2 separate regions of the Sus scrofa genome follow, and region 2 is linked to region 1. The links are chromatin contacts, called in public HiChIP or PLAC-seq maps. All regions are on one chromosome and are shown on one strand. The core of a region is the stretch at or near the end of the contact, and the rest is flanking DNA. Distances in the headings are between cores, read along the strand shown. Region 1 holds the start of MOG (myelin oligodendrocyte glycoprotein). Region 2 has its middle 14 kb from the start of TRIM26.

Region 1 (7,537 bases), core at 3,455-5,954:
CTAATATCCGCATTTACAGGAAATACAGGGTATGGAACACCGTGTTAAACAACATGGGAATGAAATCAGCAGAATCTCTAACGTGGGAAAATCTACAGAGTGAACACCAACCTGTGGATCTTGTTTGGATTGGATTCAAGCCAACCAGTTGTAAAAATGTATTTATAAAATGATCAGAAAAATGTGAGCACAGGGTATTGATAAGAATTTTTGTTAAATTTTGGGAGTTCCCTTCGTGGCTTAGCGGTTAAAGAACCTGACTAGGATCCATGAGGAGGAGGGTTTGATCCCTGGCCTTGCTCAGTGGGTTGAGGATCTGGCGTTGCCATGGGCTGAGGTGTAGGTTGAAGACGAGCTCGGATCTGGCGTTGCTGTGGCTGTGGTGTAGGCCGGCAGCTGTACCTCTGATTTGACCCCTAGCCTGGGAACCTCCATATGCCATGGGTGTGGCCCTAAAAAGAAAAAGACTTTTTGTTAAAATTTGAAGATATGACAATAGCATTTTGGTTGTGATTTTTTTTTTTTTTAATTGAGGATTTAGCAATGACATGATAACGCTGCCTAGGATTTGGCTGAGTAATTTGGCTGCGGAAGATGGTGATGAGTGGGGTCAAGTGAAACAGGTTATCCGTCCTTGAGTCATAACCACTACAATCAGCGGATGGAAACCTGGCTCGTTACAATAATCTCTCTTACTTCTGTGTGTGAACAGTTTAAAGAAAGGATTAGAGACAACGAGTAATACAAATCACAAAAATGACAGGAAAAATATAAATTTGGAAAGAGATTAGAAACTCTTTAGAGAACGAGGGGAGGTAATGACACCTGAAACTTGGCATTTGTACAGTTACTGCCTTTCAGTTCTAAAGTCTGTCTCAGCTTCACGAATTCCCAGGCTATGTGGGTGGTCCCTCATAAAGAGGGTTTTACTCCTAAAACACTCTTTTTAAAAGACTCTTAAGCATGCAGATTAAGAGAAGGGAGGAAGGAGATTGGAACGTGGAAACCAACTTAAAGGAAAAGTTTCTCCCCAGGCAGTTTTTGTTTTTTGTTTGTTCGATGGGTGGGAGGGCTGGGGAGTGTCCCGGAGGAGGCAGTTGCTGAGCTAGGGCGCTGAGCTAGGGCGTTATTGACCAGGAATGAGGAAGATCTGCAAACTGGAAAGGTCCTCACTATCAGACTTCCTTGCAGGTAAAAATCCCCACCCCCACCCCGAGAAAATAGCTGTCTGAAGAACATTCTGTGACACACAGAGCTATTTTCCTATCCCTGAAATGCATCTCTAGAAACAGCGCTTTGTTATCCTGCATACAATGCCATCTTCTGGTCCCGGCACAGCCACAGAGGCCCTTGAGATACAAAAGTGATCAATTGTCCGATGTTTGCGCTGCAGGTGGGGAGCAGGGAAAGGAAAATGACCTGAGGCTCTGGCTTAAGAACAGTTTTGTTCTTCCTTAAATAGCAATGAACTTTCAAAGCTCTCCCTCCATCCACTTCACCCACTCCCTCCATCCTGGGATAAAACAAAACCCCCAAAATAAATAAATTCCAATGTCATCCATTATACAAGACATACTGAAAATGCAATTCTAGAGAAAGGAAGCAGTGGAGGTAAAGTCTACAGGTAACATCTCTTTCTGTGACTATATTCGACATTCGTTCTGCTTATTTATTCGTTTGGACCGTGTCAGCAGGAATATATTCTTCATTAACGTTCCTCACCTAATAAAACACCGTAAACACACAACTGAGGAATTAATTGTAATAGGATTTGATCAGTTTGACTCATTAGGGATAAGGTGGCGTTCCTGTCGTGGCTCAGCGGAAACAAATCTGACTAGTATCCAGGTTCGATCCCTGGCCTTGCTCAGTGGGTTAAGGATCTGGCATTGCAGTGACTATGGTGTAGGCCAGTGGCTACAGCTCGGATTCAACCCCTAGCCGGGGAGCCTCCATATGCTGCGGGTATGGCCCTAAAAAAGACCAAAAAAAAAAAAAAGGAATAAGGCCCTTGTTTATAACAAACACACACAAAAGCTTTCCACAACAGAACAAGAAAGGGAAAAGTCCATTGGATACTTTAACTTTCAGATTATTCATATTCCATCTAGTAGCACAAAATAGTCACAAATTTGAGTTTGGATTTGCTGCCTCCATTTATCATTTTTCTATTTTAAAAAATTTAAATTTCTCTATGTGTACCCACAAATGGACATATTAGTATACTTTTACATAAATGGATAGATATGATCATGTGGATTATTATGATTTTTTCTTTTTTGGTTGGATCACGGACCACCCTTCTTCCTCTCCCCCAAAGTGAGCCATATTTTCCTATGGATATCTGTTTATTTCACATATATGTATATAAAATATTCAAACATAAAGTTGTTCTTATTCCCTACATCCTGTAGCTTGCTTTTATCACACAACAATACCTTGTGGAATGCCTCCAAGCCATGTGGTATGGCCCTAAAACAATTTTTTTTTTTTGGCTGGAAGTTCCCCGGGCCAGGGATCGAACCTACACCCCAGCAGTAACCAGAGCCGCTGCAGTGACAATGCCAGATCCTTGACCCACTGAGCCATGGAGAATTCCCCCTAAAACAATCTTTTTCATGGCTGCCTGCTATTCACTGTATGGATAACAGTATTTGCTGAGTCACTTCCCTATTCTTGGGCATGGACTCTGATTCTGGTTTCTTTCCCACTCAGAATATCGGATGTATGGGACATTGAGTGCATATAAGTTCCTCCACTCCCAGGAGTGAGCTGTTTGGGTTGAAGGGTGTCATCTCAACTGAGAGGATGATTGAAACTCAAAGAGAGATCTTGGCCACCCAAAAGCCAGTACCTACTATCATATGCTCTACTCACCTTCCACTTTCAATTCCATCGCTGCCTCCTCTTGGTAAGAATGATCTCGGAAGAAGCAGGTGAAACCTCCTTCATCTGAGAACCTTACATGCCGGATCCTGAGGGTCACCTTCCCCTCCCCGATAGTCTCTTTCAGCAGCTCTGTCCGGCCCCGGTATTCAGGCGCCTGCTCTTCATCTTGGTCCTTGCCATTTCGGTAGAGATGAACCACCCTGGAGAAGGGGGGCCGGTACCATCCCACCTCCATGCCTGTAGCATTCTTTCCAGGCAAGATGCGACATGGCAATTCCACTTCGTCCCCCACCAGTGCCCGGATGGGGTGCCCTGGTCCTATTACTCTGAACTGTCCTGTCCAAGACACGAGAGAAAAAAAACTGAGCATCAGAGGGAAACTTGACAAACAAGTATGTTCTGGCAAGGGCTGCTTCAAAACAGAGAAAGATTAAGACATTTTTTATTTTATTTTATTTTATTTTATTTTTATTTGCTTTTTAAGGCTGCATTTGCAGCATATGGAGTTCCCAGGCTAAGGGTCAAATCAGAGCTGCAGCTGCTGGCCTACACCACAGCCACAGCAACATGGAATCTGAGCTGCATCTTCCACCTACAACACAGCTCAGGGCAACGCTGGATCCTTAACCCACTGAGTGAGGCCAGGGATCAAACCCTCCTCCTCATGGATACTAGTCGGGTTCATAACACACTGAGCCACAAAGGGAACTCCCAAGACATTTGATTTTTAAATGGATTCTAGAGCCAGGGGAATCTCAATTTTTCTTAAAGGTCTCTAGTTAGAGAGATACCATGAGTGCCCTGGACAGAATATTCTAGCATGTGGTCCTCCCATCCTTTAGGTCTCCTCTTGGAATGTGGCCCAGCATCTTGCGTTTTGATTGTCCTATGGGCCTCCTGTTCAGACTTAGCCAAACTGATCCTCATTCTCCTCTTAGAGGGTTTGCTTTGATCATTCCTCCACCACCACCTCTCCATCACTTCCCAACCCTCTGTCCCTGTTCACATCCTGGTCCTACATTCTTTCTGAGATCTACCCAAGAAGTGGCTCAATTTCCTTTTTCTCATCCTCTGTATCTTGCTACAATTCCGGGACCCTGCCCTGTACATGCTCCCAGTATTTTCCTCTGGGATGCGGCTCCTCATCAGACTTGGAGCTACTTGAAGTTGAGGCTGGTTTCTCCATTAGACCTGTAAGGATTTCCCATGCAAGTGCCTGGTCTGGGCGTCCTCTGTAGGCAGCTCCCCAAGGTTTGGCATCTGTCTTCTGGGAGCAGGGCTCCTCTGCAAAAACTTATTAGTGCCTGATTGTGTAGAACAGAAATGTCAATCATGACAAGACACTACAACTCAGCCAATATTTATGGAGACTGACCATGGGACCAGCACGGCCAAGCATGTTATATGCTTCATTTCAGTGAACCCTGACAGCAATTCCAAGAGGCTGTTATTATGATATTCCCCATTTGATAGGTAAGAAATCGAAGCTGGAAAGATATGTAAGAACCAGTTCAAGGAGAACGTTGAGTCAAGGTCACATAATAGAATTGGCTTTCCTTCTGAAGCCTGTAGGGAGCCACTGACACTGTCTAAGGGCACCACGTCAGCACATCTCTGTTTGGAAAGATAACTTGTATATCAACTGAAGGATGAGTTGAAAGAGGTGAGCCCAGGGAACTAGGGTATCTGTGCTTGGGTCTCCCTAGGGCAGGAAGAAAGAGAAACCTTACCTGCAGAGCTGGAAGACAGCTGGAGGAGGACGAGGAGGAGGGAGGGGAGGCAGCTGGGCAGAGAGGTGCTCAACAAACTTGCCATCTCAGTGTCAGTGGGGACAGAGAGCCCCCGCGGCAGGGTCAGGCCAAGCAGAGGCCCTTGGGCGCGTGTCCTCTGCTGCTGAAAAAGCCCTAGGGGAGGATGCCGTGGGCAGAGCTCCCAGGGCCCTGCCTCCTCCCGGCAGAGCCCAGCTGTGCTCCCAGGAACAGCCCCACGTCATCCTTGCCAGGCACTTACACAAAAGGGCTACAGAGTGAGGGGATGACCGGGGTTTGCCTTCCCACCCCCACTCAGAGCTACGGAGCGGAGGCTGCCTGGTACTGGGCCTTCCTCCCCCGCTCCCTCCCAGCCATCCAGCCTTTGAGGGAGCTTCTAGGATCTGACCTGTTGGGATGGATCACTCGCTGGACCTCCATGTATCCTGTAAGGTCCCTTCAGCCCCTTTCCTCCAGGTATTAGCCAAAGAGAGGGCTCTGTGTTGAATTTTTTTAAAAGAAGCAACCTGTAGGCTTAGTTTCCCATTTCTGTGGTCTCCTAACTGTCATTAACAGGCCATTTCTCTTGACATCTGACCTCCCTCTCTCCCACTGCAAATCTGAACGCTCTTTCTTCTGTTCAGATGGTCACTTGGGCTTTGTTAGCGTCTCCCTTCCAAATAATACATTTAGGAAAGCCACGAGTCACATGTCAAGTGTTGATGGTCGCTTGTGATTGGAGAGGCAAGCATGAAGAAAGAAAAATCCTCCAAGTCAGCAAGGACAGACCGGAAACCAGGACACATCTCCCTGCCTCGGACTTTCTTGTGTCAGAGGGAAGTGTGATCCAGGATAGAAATATGACCCTTTTCCTTACCCCTAGACTCAGCTGATTACTGAAGGGTGTGACCAGCATCAGCACCACTTTTGAAAAATATACTTTCTTTTTTTTTTTTTTCTTTTGTCTTTTTGCCTATTCTAGGGCCGCCCCTGCAACATATGGAGGTTCTCAGGCTAAGGGTCTAAATGGAACTGCAGCTGCCGGCCTACCACCAGAGCCAGAGCAACGCGGGATCCGAGCCGCTTCTGCAACCTACACCACAGCTCACGGCGACGCTGGATCCTTAACCCACTGAGCAAGGCCAGGGATTGAACCTGAAACCCCATGGTTCCTAGTCGAATTCTTTAACCACTGAGCCATGACAGGAACTCTGATTGAAAAATATGTTTTCAATCATAAAATAAGGATGTCTTATCAAGAAAAAAAGTAAGTCAGGATGGATGATTTCAAGCCATGCCCATTTAAATCCAGGCTCTCCTACACTGTAATCACTAGTCCCAAGTGCCCATTGAAGTTAAGACTAAGGGTTGTTTCGTGGCAAAGCAGGTTAAGGATCCAGCCTTGTCACTGCATGGCTTGGGTCACTGCTGTGGTATGGGCTCGATCCCTGGCCTGGGACTGTCCACATGCTGTGGGTGAGGCGGCGGGGGGGGGGAGGGGGGAGTGCCATAAATTAAGGCTAAATGAAATTTAAAATTCAGTTCCTTTCTTGCACTGGCTATATTTCAAATGCTCAGTAACACATACAGCTAGTGGTTCCTGCCTCGGACTGCACACACATAGACCATATCCAATACCACAAAAAACTACATAGGGGAAGTTCCTGTCGTGACTCAGCAGTTGCAAACCCAACTAGTATCCACGAGGACATAGGTTCAGCCCCTGGCCTTGCTCACTGGGTTAAGGATCTGGCATTGTAGTGTAGTTTGCAGAGACGGCTTGGATCCTATGTTGCTGTGGCTGTGGTATAAGCTGGCAGCTGTAGCTCGGATTTCACCCCTAGCCTGGGAATTTCCATACCCTGAGGATGTGGCCCTAAAAAGACTATCTATATCTATATCTATGGCAGCGCTCTTCAGAGGCTAGTAATATGCCTGGAAGTACATTTTCTGCTTTTGTCTGAGGTGGTCATGAGGGGCTAGAAGGGCAGACTCTGGTCAGCTGAGTCTGGGAGTGGTGTATTCTTTCTCTCTGCAAGGCAACTGGAGTCTGGGCACAAGCAGGCTGGCTATTCTGGAGTCATCAGTGTAACAGTCAAGGTCCAGAGGGGTGACCTAGGTGGGAAGAGGGGTTTCTGTACATGCCCCACTTCCTCTCAAGTGGGGATTCTCTCCTTCTAGAACCTAACATATCCAGCTGATGCTCTTCCTTCATGATGCAAGTTCAGATTCAAGTAAGAGAGTCAGGCACAAGAGGCTTTCCTGGGCAGGTTTTGGGGGTCATAGGTGCTTGAAATTGTCTAGCCCTAGCCACAACGGGAACTCCCAGGCCATCATTTTCAGTCTTTTTGCTTTTACATGTAATCTGACAATAAATATCAGTCTATTAGGCCAGCTACATAATTTGAAGGGCCTGGTACAGAATAAAACTCTGGAACCAAACTCAGAAAACTCTTGTTCAAATAGCAGGAAAAAATCCTTTCCTTTGTTCTGTAGTTTCATTCTTGATCTGTTATGTTTCCTTAGTTTTTGTTTTTTGCTATTTAATGTTACATTCCTTCAGGCACAAAGGTCCTTAAGGAGGTGGGTGAATGCAGGCCTTCCCAAGTGCCTGGGGTCCTGCCTCTCAACTTGGCAAGACAGATGTGTATGCCTGACCCCACCCCTCCTCTGGGCCCAGGCCCCTGCCAGGAGACGGTGGCACAGAGGGTGGCACTGGTTCCTGGGGGTGGAGTGAGGGGTGGAGGGGAATTGAAGGCATCTGAAAACCAGTCCTGGGGAGGCTGAGAAGGGAGACTAAGCTTGGTCTTAGGCTCCAAGCTCTCGGTGCATGGTCTATTACCCTGTCGGACTTCACTAACAAAAACAAATTGAACGATAAAATTAAGAATTTTAGAAGA
Region 2 (7,537 bases), core at 2,639-5,138, 160 kb before region 1:
TTTAAGGTGCCTGGGGCCAGTGGAAAGCATCTGCTCAGAAGGTCCAGAGAGGAGTCCCTGCTTCTCTGGGACCCAAGCTGAGCATGTGAGGTTTCCGGCACGAGGAGGTGGGACTCCCTGAAGCCACCTGTGGTCTAAGAGGAAGGATCTGGATACATGTGGCGTTAGGGTAGTTGTGATCGGTGATCAATAAATTATCTCTCTGTGCTGGTCCTCCTGAGGAAAGTTTTTAAAAGAATCCAGAATATTCGATAGTTGGTTAGTTTATATAAAAAAGCACCAGGGTGAATATCCAGTCAGGCAAGACCGCCCCTGCCTTGCTAGCCCTGATCAGGGTACCAGCAGGGTATTAAGCTTCCGCACTGGCCCCACTCAACGCCCAGGTTCCATTTTCCCGGGAGAGGGGCTGGGGAGGGCAAGACAGGGCTGTGCCAGCTGAAGAGAGGAAGGCAGCCAGCAACCCCAACAACCCACCAGGTCTTCCCATCAAGAGGGATCAAAGTGTTGGTCACTGTCCATGGGCCCAACCCAAGTCCCAGAGTCTGTCCAGGCTCCCCTAGCGCACACAGTTTAACGCAACCTCCTGCTCCAGGCAGTTACCTTGCAGCCTTTGTCCATACCCATTCCGGGCGCTCTGCCAATGCCCGCCCTGCCAGTGTTTGCCCCCCACCCCCGGAGACTGTTCCCAGCCCCTGCGGATCTCAGTGGTCTCTTGGCCACTGCATTGTCTGAACTTGCACTCTTTGTACACATCACATGCTGCCTGAGTCCCATGTACATCTGACTTCTGCCTCTCGTTTTGTAAGTTCTTTGAGGGCGGATAACCATATCTTGTACTTCTCTTGTATTCTCCATGGCACCTGGTGCAGTGCTTGGCACAGAGTAGGTGCTCAATAAAAACTTGTTGAATGAACAGCCTGGATTCATATATTTTATTGTAACCCACGTATCACCAGACCTTTGCAGTCAAAGAGGATCCATTGATGGTGGTAGCCCAGGTTTTTCTGCTGTCCTCCTTTGGGGTCCTTTAGAGCACTGGAGCTTTGCTTACTGTCTTCTGCTTGCACACATACTGTCATTTCTGGAAGTCCCCAAAGAAGAGCCCCCACGGGACGCAGGCCAGACAACGCCAAGTTCCACCTTGCTCTCCTCTCCTGCAGCGGTGACCTGTGCTGAGATCTGGCTCCGTGGGGCCTGGGGCTCCCCTTTCCAGCCCGGCACACCCACAGTCCTTCCCTGGAAAATAAGCAGCGCCCCAAGGAAATAGAACCTACAGAGACTCAGTTCTGCCTCCTAACATTCAGCTCTCTGACCATTTTTGTCTATTTTTGATTTTCTTTAAATTGCCGTCTTAAAGGTAGAAAAGAGAGGATTACAAATAGTACGTCACAGATTTTACTAATGGCAAAGAGCATTTTTCCTCCCTGTACTGTCATTTGTGGACTCATTAATGTTTTCCCTTTAAAAAAATAAATCTTTCTAAATACATATATGCAAAATATGTCAATTCTTAGAAATAAGACATGCATTATTAATTATAATGAAGTCTCTTCATTCATATTTGAATCTTGGGAGACAATAATTACTAGCTTATTTTTGAAATGTTAAATGTATTTTGTTGATTGATAGGAACCATCTCCTAGAATTATACACTACTAATCCTTCACAAAATAATTTCATAATTCCCAAAATGCCTTTTACCCTTTTTTTGGGAAAGAGTTTTTATATAACAGCGAAAGATTTCTGAAACTTTCTAAGGTGATTATTGTATAATTAAAAGCTAATAGTTATTAAATAGGGAACATTTCCATTTGAACAAGTATTAATGCATTCAGGTCATTGTTGCTTTAATGAGTTTTATGAGTGTCATACTTCTAAAACTGTAGAAACCCTTGTAAAAGAATAAAATGTGTGATAATAAACGCATATGATGGGAGTATCTGCTGTGGGGCAGTGGGTTAAGGATCTGGTATTGTCTCTGCAGTGGCTCGAGTCACTACTAAGGCACAGGTTCAGTCCCCAGTCTGGTGCAGTGGGTTAAGGATCCAGCAATTGCTACAGCTGTGGTGGAGGTCACAGCTGCAGCTTAGACGCCATCCCTGGCCCAGGAACTTCCGTATGCCACAAGTGTGGCTGAAAAGAAGGGAAAAAAAAAAAAAAAGTGTGATGCCATCTTAGTACAGAAAGTTGACAGCTAGATTTATTCAACAGATTCTTTGAAATTTGAAACTTTTTATATTCACATTTTAAGTTGTTTTTTATGAACTGCACCTGCCCATATGGTCAAGCAGATCTATAATGCTTATCACTGCAGAGAGAACAGAACCCTGCCTCGTTCCGCTCCCTCATGTCCCCGTTCGTTCTTTTTATTTTGGTGTTCACCTTCATTTTTTGTAAATAACATGAGTTTGGGGCATGGTCCTCTAATTTTCCACTGTGGAGAAGGAAGATGAGCTCTGTTCCTCCCCATACCACCCACCAGGCTCACCCGCACACCTGCCACGCTCACCCGCACGTCCCATCCTTTCCCTCCCTTCAAGGTAGACACCTGACATCGGTTGGCTGATTGCTGACTATGTTCATTATCATGTCTGTGTCCAAGGGAGTTACAGCTGGTCATGAGGCCAAACTATGATTACTCTTACTTCCTGTACTGGTTTTCCTCCAAGTTTTGATGTCTGAAAAACAATCTCATACACACTTTAGTATGCATCCACTTAGTCACGGTTATTGTTGTCCTATGGAATTAGTGCTTCCTTAAGCTTCTCACATGTTTATCTGTCTCTGCTTATGGCTGCCTCCTGCCTCCGCCCCTTTCCTGCTGGATTGACTGCCCTCTTCCTGGGAGGGAAATGTTAGGAGCTCTCTCAGCAGAGATTTGTGCTAAATTACTTTTCTTTTCTTTTTTTTTTCTTTCTAGGGCCACACCCTCGGCATATGGAGGTTCCCAGGCTAGGGGTCGAATCAGAGCTGTAGATGCTGGCCTATGCCAGAGCCACAGCAACGCAGGATCCAAGCCGCGTCTGCAACCTACACCACAGCTCATGGCAATGCCGGATCTTTAACCCACTGAGCAAAGCCAGGGATCGAACTCACGTCCTCATGGGTACTAGTTGGATTCGTTACCACTGAGCCATGACAGGAACTCCGAAAAATACTGATTTTTAGTCTCCTTCAGACTGTTCTGTAATTGACGTTCTTAGGGTGGCACTTCTCCAGGTAGTATCTTCCCTTGTGGAAAGGGGTCATTTTTTCATGTGTTTTTTGGTTTGTTTGCTTTGGGTTTTCTTGGAGTTTTGGCCACACCCATGGCATGTGGAAATTCCCAGGGCCAGGAATTGAACTGGCACCACAGCAGTGACAATGTTTAATCCTTAACTGCTAGGCCACCAGGGAACTACCTTTTTTTCCTTTTCTTTGTCTTTTTATGGCTGCACCTGCAGCATATGGAAGTTCCCAGGCTAGGATCTGAGTCCTGAGTCTAGAGCAGAGGAGGTGTCCCATTCCAGCCACCACAGCCTGGACTGTCACAGCCACTCAGGATTTAAAGAGTAAAAACAAAATTCCTTGAGCATGTCAGTGTACTGGTCTGTTTTCTTGTGAAACTGAAAAAAAAAATTCAGACTGACCACTTGACTCACAGCGTGCCTGGCAGAAACGAATTATGCCACTGCACCATGGCAGGAACGCCCTTATTTATTTTTGATAACAGTATCCTAAGATGGGTTCTTGTCCCCAGTTTTCAAACCAGGAATCTGGAAGCTCAAGGAGATTAAGTAAACCTCCCAAAGATCACACAACTAACATGTGAGTCAGGATATGAATCAGGGTCTTCCTGTTTCTAGAGCTCATGGTTTTCCCTGAGCCCAAAGGTATGAGGTCATTGCTTTCCCAAGAGACTAGAAGGAAGTACCCAAAGTTGGTCCCCTTTTCTATGAGGAACAAGCTGATGCTCAGGGGGTAGAAGCAGCACGCAAATGGGGGTGATTTTCCAAAGGTCAAAGTCATTGACTGAGCCAAGACCGGAATAGCAGGCCTTTACATCTGCAGGGTGGGCACCTTGACTTGTGCATTCATTGTTATTTCTGCTTGGTTCTTTGGGCCACTCACTCAGTCTCAGAATCCCTATACAAAGAGACTGCTGTGAGGGGATGGTAATGGCTTTATTGTCATGATGAGGATAATTAGCTCTTAAGTCTTCTTTCTAATGGGGATGGGAGGGAGAGAATTTACCAAGATACTCTTCACTGGTGATAGCCCCCTAGTCCCAAATTAAAGATAATCTACACAGCAATTCTCATTAGTTTAGGTTTTTGTTCTTCCGTGAATTAGAATATATTTCCTTCCTTCCTTCCTTCCTTCCTTCCTTCCTTCCTTCCCTCCTTTCTTGTTTTTGCTTTTTTAGAGCCGCATCTGCAGTATGTGGAGGTTCCCAGACTAGGGGTCCAATTGGAGCTGCAACTGCCAGCCTACAACACAGCAACATCAGATCTGAGAGCCACGTCTGCCACCTACACCACAGTTCATGGCAATGTCTTGATTCTTAACCCACTGAGTGAGGCCAGGGATGGAACCCGCAACCTCATGGTTCTTAGTCGGATTCGTTTCCCCTGTGCCATGATGGGAACTCCTTCTTTCTTTCTTTCTTTTTTTTAATTCCCTACTCCGACATCCAGGCAATGAAGCTACACTTTTTTTGAAGTCAGGGCACATCCAGCCCTAGAGAGGCTGTGACCAGAGGCCGCTCCTGGCTCCACTTCTTCCTTCACCTGTGGTTCTGAGTATCTGAGATTCTGGTTCTGCCACCTCCGTCATGTTTGCCCTAGAGTGCTTGACTGGACTTATCCCAGGTTTTCAACTTTGCCCCAGGTTTCTCCATCACATATGAGAAAAAGAATAGATAAGTGAGGGTTTTCTTACTTTTTTTTTTTTTTGGTCTTTTTGCCATTTCTTGGGCCGCTCCTGTGGCATATGGAGGTTCCCAGGCTAGGGGTCCAATCGGAGCTGTAGCCACCGGCCTACACCAGAGCCACAGCAACGCAGGATCCGAGCCGCGTCTGCACCTACATCACAGCTCACGGCAACGCTGGATCCTTAACCCACTGAGCAAGGGCAGGGGCCGAACCCGCAACCTCATGGTTCCTAGTTGGATTCGTTAACCACTGCGCCACGACGGGAACTCCCAGGGTTTTCTTACTTCTAAATACATTCTTTTTGGTGCCCATTTAAGATGCTTACACCAGTATGATTCTGACTTGGACTTGTCATCTGAGACATCATTCACTGAGCTTCCCTCCAGGAGCTCATTCTAAGGGAATCTGCCCCAACACCATCTTCAACATTAACTGCTTACTAAATGCCAAGCACTGTAACAGGCCCATCACATTTGTGATATTGTGATTTGTAAGAAGTAGATGTTTGGTCATTGAGATATATTTCTCATATATATTTGACTTTTGTGCATAATTTCTGGTTCAACAATTCCCTATACCTTTGGAATTTCCTGAAGGATAAAAGCAGTGGGAACATCTCTTGTTATGCTATGTGATATGTTGTCCTCCTTTCCTAAAAATTCTTCAGATTCATAAAGGTGAAATGAGTAGCTTGTTATTTATTTGTTTGTTTGTTTGTTTATTTATTTATTTTTAGGGCCTCACCTGTGACATATGGAGGTTCCCAGGTTAGGGGTTGAATCGGAGCTGTAGCTGCTGGTCTACACCACAGCCACAGCAATGCCAGATATGAGCTGCGTCTGTGACCCACACCACAGCTCACAGCAACCCCAGATCCTTAACCCACTGAGGGAGGCAAGGGATCAAACGTGCATCCTCATGGTTACTAGTTGGTTTCCTTACCGCTGAGCCGCAATGGGAACTCCAGGGTGGCTTGTTATGAAAAACAACTGAGCTTATGTTAATGAGGTGACTTTTGGAAGTCACCTGAGGATGGGTGCTGGTTGCCAGGGAAAACAACCAGAAAAAAAGAGGGTTGGAACTCTCAGTCTCCATCCCCTCATTTCTGGGAAGAGGCTAGAGGTTGAATCAATCACCACTGGCCAATGAGTTAATCAGTCACGCTTGTGTGATGAAGCTTCCATAAAAACCCAAAAGGGAAGGAGTTTCTAGAGCTTCCAGGTTGGGGAACCAGGACACTTCCCTGTGCTAATGCTCCAGGCCCCATGCACCAGGAGAACGGGAGCTTCTTGGTTTGAGACCTCACCCTGTGTATCTCTTTATCTGGCTATTGATTTGTGGCCTTTAAAATCCACTGTAATAAATCAGTAGTCTAGTGAGTCAGCAGATTTTCTGAGCTCTGCGAGCCACTCTAGAAAGTTAACTGAACCCAAGGATAGGGTCATGGAAACCTCAGACTCATAGTTAGTGGGTCAGAAGTACAGGTAACAGCCTGGACTTGCGGCTGGCCCCCGAAGTGGACAATGGTCTTGTGGGACTGAATCCCTGGAATGTGCTCTGCAGGCAGGTAGTGTCAGAACATTGATGGTAGGACACCCGGCTGGTATCCAGAGAGCTGCAGTGATGTGGAGAAATAGTCCCTTCCCCCTGCTACCGCCCCACATTGGAACTGGATTCCAGAACCACATCACAGGTGTTAATTCATTTAAGCTTGATAATCCAGTAGAAAAGGTATTTTGTTACGTCTCGTTTTCACAGGAGGAGGCAGATTCAGAGGCATGAAGTAACTTGCTTCTGGCAGAGCCAGAGTTTGAACCCTTAATAACCAAGCCAAAGGGCTATGACCTGTACCAGGTACCTTGGCCACAACGATTGGCCTGAGATAGATATGTTATCAAGGGTCATCCAGACACACTGGCTTCAGTCTGGCACAAAAATCAGTACTGAGCTAATCACAAGCCTTTCTCTGGAATTTGGAGTTTACAGAGCTACGTTGGGATCCGCAATAGAGCCTTACGCAGTGTGGTCCAAGGTCAGCAGCACCACTGTCCCCAGAGCTTGTAAAAAATGCAAACTCTCTCCCAAAGCAACAGAAACAAAAGCAAAAATAAACCAATGGGACCCAGTCAAAATGACAAGCTTTTGTGCAGCAAAGGAAACCAAAAAGAAAAGAAAAAGACAGCTTACAGAATGGGAGAAAATAGTTTCAAATGATGCACCTGACAAGGGCCTAATCTCTAAAATATACAAACAACTTATACAACTCAACAGAAAAAAAGCCAACAACCCAAATGAAAAATGGGCAAAGGACCTGAGTAGACATTTCTCCAAGGAAGATATACAGATGGCCAACAAGCCCTTGAAACAATGCTCAATATCACTGATTATTAGAGAAAGGCAAATCAAAACTACAATGAGATACCACCTCACACCAGTCGGAATGGCCATCATTAATAAGTCAACAAATAACAAATGTGGGGTGGGTATGGAGAAAAGGGAACCCTCCTGCACTTTTGGTGGGAATGTAAGCTGGTACAACCACTATGGAGAACAGTATGGAGGTACTTTAGAAAACTATACATAGAACTACCACATGACCCAGCAATCCCACTCTTGGGCATATA

The links. HiChIP or PLAC-seq counts read pairs in DNA pulled down with a chosen protein or histone mark.
Region 2: an H3K27ac HiChIP or PLAC-seq map of alveolar macrophages shows a contact between it and region 1. The contact joins the enhancer-like site here to the promoter of MOG in region 1. A contact is called at or near these places in 8 of 47 Hi-C or Micro-C datasets (fetal skeletal muscle, liver, mesenteric adipose tissue and 4 more) and 1 of 2 datasets of contacts at active chromatin or transcription factors (alveolar macrophages).

What each region holds. Positions count from the first base shown.
Region 1 is chr7:22,592,732-22,600,268 of Sscrofa11.1, reverse strand. MOG (myelin oligodendrocyte glycoprotein) reads right to left here and starts at 4,704. Exons shown (of 8, transcript NM_001123139.1): 1 at 4,620-4,704; 2 at 2,878-3,225. The coding sequence starts at 4,704.
Region 2 is chr7:22,749,717-22,757,253 of Sscrofa11.1, reverse strand. No RefSeq gene overlaps it. Among named protein-coding and RNA genes, the nearest start is that of TRIM26, 14 kb to the left of the region's middle. Within about 2 kb of position 3,888, at least 5 of the 83 cell types and tissues checked have an H3K27ac peak or open chromatin away from gene starts, as enhancers often do. A contact at or near this core is called in alveolar macrophages, where this site is marked.